Regions from separate parts of the Zea mays genome. Here region 2 is linked to region 1. Evidence: chromatin contacts called from public Hi-C data. All regions are on one chromosome and are shown on one strand. The core of a region is the stretch at or near the end of the contact, and the rest is flanking DNA. Distances in the headings are between cores, read along the strand shown.

Region 1 (2,644 bases), core at 44-2,543:
TGCTTACATGACATTTTTTCCTATGTGGATGAGAAAGACATAAAAAAGTAGAGGAGGTGAGCTCTCATGCAAGAGCCAACTGCTCCAAGACAAAAGTATGAAATACAAAGAGAAAAGATGACATGTCAAGGATTTAGAGCCCACCGTGGACTCTATTATTAAACTTACTCTTAATGAGGTTATGTAACATCCCGGTTTTTACTCCAAAGGTTAGTATATAAACTCTAGTTGCCTAACCCACGCGGCACATGTTGCAAAAACGAGGAGCAAAAAAACAGAGAGATACACGAAGAGCTCCCTCACCGAATCAACCGTGTCAACACACACCAGAGCCCCATCGCCGCGGGCTGGAGCTGTAGAGCCACCCAATTCACCACAAATTCTCCGCTGACAGCAACCATGGATCCTGTAAGAGCCACCTCCCCCTCCACAACAACTCATCATGGACCAGCGCGAGAGCAGGAAATCGCCACCGGGGAGCCCGCCCCACCACTAAGCGTCAAAGAAGCAGCAACAAAAACACAGTCGGAGAGCCCACCGACAACTAGCAAGACGAGTAGCACGAGCAGCAGGGAAAAATCGCCGCCCCCGGAGAGCCCGACGGCTGCCAGCAACAAAAGGAGCACAAGAAATGGGGGGGGGGGGGGGAGAGCTCGTCGGCAAATAGCAGCATCGCCGTGGGAAGCTCCGCTCGACCATCTATCTCACGCCTTCGAGAAGGGGATGGGGAAAGTGAAGAGGCGCGATACCCAAAAACTCAAAACAGTGAACTCCTACTATGCCAATATGGCCCACTGGTCAGCGGCAAAAACAAACAACACATATCAGACAACTAAAAAATGACCACCGGCAAAATCCAACGGCGCACACACCGCGCACAAGAAACAAAAGAAACACGCGCGTGACTGATAGCTTTGACGTATTAAAACACTATTTTATAATGTATACTGTACTGTATGAAAAATGGAGTTTGAATGGATATAAAATGAATAAGCTATTATATAATGTATACTATACTGTCTGAAAATGGAGTTTGAATGGATATAAAATGAATAAGCTATTAGAGATAGCTTTATAGAGTGTTTTGTCCACTGACTATATAGCTTTATAGAGTGTTTTGGTCCACTGACTAAAGTTTTTAAATATTTGAATATCAATTATAAATATTAAATATAGATTTAATAAATTCATTTCATTTTTTTAGATTTTGTCTGTGTAATTAATTTTTAATAAAGACCAATTCAAACATTCGTTGGCACAACCGAAGAAACAAACGATTCCGTTGCAAGCAAGCAAGCTGGCCTGGAGCGCCTCTATTCCGCTTTTCTGCCACTTCATTCTTTCCTCGGTAGCTTCGTCCCTGGCTCCCCGCGGCGACAGCCTCCAGCTCTCCACCAGCGCCGCTCCGCGTGAGCGTCCACGCTCCAATCGACCAATCCCATCTGTTCGCGGCCGCCCACGCTTCCGCCGCCAGCGCCTTGATGAAGGACAAGATGAAGGATTTCGTGAAGAAGATCACCTCCTCCGGGTCCGGGACCCCCTCCTCCTTCAAGGGAACCTCCCACGTCCTTGGCTCCGGCCCCTCCCCCTCCTCCTCCTCCTCCCACCCCGCTTCCCGTCCTTCAAACCCTAGCGCAAACCCCAGGCCCGCCCCTATGCGGCCCTCCCCACCTCCCCCGCCCACTTCAACCACCGATTTCGCCCCCCTCACGCCCCTCGTCTCCTCCTCCTCCTGCCGTCCAGATGCGAACGGCACCGCGGCCGCCGCCGTCGCTTGCCCCAGCTGCGGAGACGCGTTCCCGTCCGAGGTCGCCGTCTCCGAGCACCTCGACGGCTGCCTCGCGTCGGCAGGGGGCGCCCGCGCGTGTGCCTCCGCGTACCTCGCCGCCGACCCGCCCCCGCCCGCGGCCTCCGTGGAGGTGGTCAAACGCCTGCTGGGCAACCTGCTGCGGGAGCCCGAGAACGACAAGTTCAGGCGGGTGAGGCTGAGCAACCCGCGGATCAAAGAGGCGGTGGCGGACAGGGAAGGCGGGATGGAGCTCTTGGAGGCCGTCGGGTTCAGGGTCAGAGATGAGGGCGGAGAACCCTTCGCCGTGATGAACGAAGTGCCCAGGGACGCGAGGCTCAATGGGATCAGGAGGGCCGTCCTCCTGCTCGAGGGGGCACACCCCTCTGCGCCTCCAGTGAAGGCAGAGGTTGAGGCCAAGGAGAGCTGCAGTAATGTGGCTGATCTGCAGGACGGTGCTAAGAATATTGATCGGCAGGTAACAAGAGGGTTCAGTTGATAATAAGGCCTTTAATGTGCTTGTTTCAGCGTTAATTGGCTGGCTAACACAAAGCTTTCACTCCCATCAATCAGCACAGTTTGGTTGTTTGGTTTACTTATTATGTCATGACATTTTTACATGAACTGTCAATTTTATGCTTGTTTCGTTGCGCTTTTACCTTCATTAGGACTTAAGAGATAATATGTAGTTATGACTTATTTCCCCTTTTCAACTATTATCTCAAAAAAATGATGTCACCATAAACATAGAACATTGCAAGATTGTAAAGGCATGTAACCGGAAGATTGTATGTATTACCAAATGTGTAACCATTTCTTGAGGTATTAGTGGGACACTAGCTATAAATTAAGGGATAT
Region 2 (2,644 bases), core at 53-2,552, 220 kb before region 1:
TCAATGTTTATCTTCCTCGTCATGCTTACATTGCCTTATCTTGGTTCATAGCGCATATGTAGTTATCATTCCAATCAGAATCTTTCTCTAGCATGTCAAATTATTAAAATAAGTGGTGTCAGGTGTGAACCTAAGACAATTGCAGTAGGAAATGAGATGAGTAGCCAGGCAATGTCCTCATTTTATCCTAGCTGATAAATAAAGAGAAGCCATCCCCTTACAATCTCTACTGCCGATTGTAAGAAAGTAAGGTTGATTTACTCCTTATATCTATAAAATTTATTGCTACCAGTTTCTTATCTAGAGAGCTGAAATAACCAGAGAAGGGGTGTTGATAGCATCCTTTTATTCATGAATGATAGCATCTAAGGTCCGTGATGAACATAGGCAATTAGGCATACTGAAAAATCTCTCAAAGGCTTTGTTTTGTGGCCGCCATCACATGCACCTATTTGATTCACTCCAACCACATTACCAAATAGTTGAAAATCCAACATTACATCCTAAAGCTACTTAGAAATAAACTGGCAGAAATTAGCTTATACTGATAAGATCTAACATCAACAAGTTAAGAATGGCTCAGTGTAAACTGAAACCGCAATAACTAATCAATGCCCGTGCCCGCGAGGTAATGAAGTATCGTGTTGCCTTACTCTTTATTCAATTAAACACACAACCTGAAGAGATGTAGGACAGCGACGATAGATTGACTGCAACCTATGCTCTATCTACCAACTACAATGCCTGATAACTTCACCTTGTCATCTGATTCATGTATCCAAGAAAAAACCCAAATTGAAACCAGAAAATCCACAGGCGAAGTCTGCAACAGCTCTCCGTTCCGCCTGTTCCACACGCACCACCGGAACCAAATCAGCAACCTACAGATTGGATCCACGGCAGCTTCGCCCGCGGCTTCCAATACTCTCATCTCCTCCACAGCGGAACCAACCAAATCCTAGACCCCAAACAAACCTAAAAAGCAGCCAAATCTAGCGAAGCAGCCCCGCCAATACATCAGCAACTAGAAACATAGCGACAGATCGGGAGCGCAACCGATGAGTACCTTGTCGGTGGGCTCCACTTCGATCTGGAAGCTAGATCCCTTGAGCGTCTTCACGGAGACCTTCATCTCGGCGCGCCGCCGTCGCCGCCTGCGTCGAACTGGAGGGTTGGAGGCGGACAGCAGCGGTCCGGCGGAGGAGGGAAGGCAAGAGGGGGCGAGCTCAGTTTTCTGATGTCGCAGACGTCGCGAAAGTTGTAGCCGGATAAGGACGTTTGCTAGGATGATGTGTGCCGTGCACATGGGCTATTTTTGTACGATGTTTTGAGACAGTTGTCATGGTTTTCTTCAACACAAGTGTATAGTTCTCGCTTTCAGAAAAACAAATATTTTTAACTTTGGTCAGATGTATAGAATACTGATATTTAAACTATATCATTAGTGTTATTAAATAGGTAATTAGATCTGTTTTTATGATAGATTTATTAAATACATAAATTTTATTAATATGTCATATTGTTGGGTACCGTAATTAGGGGTACCCCCAACGCTCTTAAACACGGCTGGAAAACATCTTCATAACGAACCATAAACAGCTGATAAAGCGCGGTTCAAGTAAGGCGTCGTCTACCAAGTGACGTGACCTCATCCAAGCCCAGCCTAGGGATGAAAACGGGCGGATACGGACTGATAGTAGCTTATCCTATATCCTACCCTAATATATTTAAAACGGATTCGAGATCGGATACGGATAGTTAGAAACGGGACGGATACAGATACAGGGACCGGATATTTATCCGGACGGATAAGTGACGGATACGGATATTATTTGATCGGATATCAGATACTTGTTGTCGGGGACCATAATTAGGGGTACCCTCAAGACGCCTAATTCTCAGCTGGTAACCCCCATCAGCATAAAGCTGCAGAGGCCTGATGGGTGCGATTAAGTCAGGAATCAGTCCATACGAGCGACTCGATCACGCCTCGTCCGAGCCTAGCCTCGGACAAGGGCAGCCGACCCCGAGGGATTTCCGTCTCGCCCGAGGCCCCCCTTTAACGGCGGACACATCTCCGGCTCGCCCGAGGCCTTGCCTTCGCTAAGAAGCAACCCTGACTAAATCGCCGCACCGACCGACCAAGTCGCAGGAGCATTTAACGCAAAGGTGGCCTGACACCTTTATCCTGACACGCGCCCCCCGGCAGAGCCGAAGTGACCGCCGTCACTTCGGCGCACCACTGACCGGTCTGACAGAAGGACAGCGCCGCCTGCGCCACTCCGACTGCAGTGTCACTTGACAGAGTGAGACTGACAGGTAGTCAGGCCCTGCCAAAGGCGCCATAGGAAACTCCGCTCCGCCCGACCCAGGGCGCGGACTCGGGCTAAGACCCGGAAGACGGCGATCTCCGCTCCACCCGACCCAGGGCTCGGACTCGGGCTAAGACCCGGAAGACGGCGATCTCCGCTCCGCCCGACCCAGGGCTCGGACTCGGGCTAAGACCCGAAAGACGGCGAACTCCGCTCCGCCCGACCCAGGGCTCGGACTCGGGCTAAGACCCGGAAGACGGCGAACTCCGCTCCGCCCGACCCAGGGCTCGGACTCGGGCTAAGACCCGGAAGACGGCGAACTCCGCTCCGCC

The links. A called contact is a pair of places that touch in the nucleus more often than the background predicts.
Region 2: a contact with region 1 is called in a Hi-C map of leaf, with 10 times the contacts expected there. The contact joins the promoter of LOC100283179 here to the promoter of LOC103647412 in region 1. A contact is called at or near these places in 5 of 25 Hi-C or Micro-C datasets (bundle sheath, ear, leaf and 1 more).

The regions. Positions count from the first base shown.
Region 1 is chr2:184,485,015-184,487,658 of Zm-B73-REFERENCE-NAM-5.0, reverse strand. LOC103647412 (plant UBX domain-containing protein 2) reads left to right here and starts at 1,293. Exons shown (of 3, transcript XM_008671951.4): 1 at 1,293-2,264. The coding sequence starts at 1,482.
Region 2 is chr2:184,706,139-184,708,782 of Zm-B73-REFERENCE-NAM-5.0, reverse strand. LOC100283179 reads right to left here and starts at 1,302. Exons shown (of 11, transcript NM_001156081.2): 1 at 1,067-1,302. The coding sequence starts at 1,132.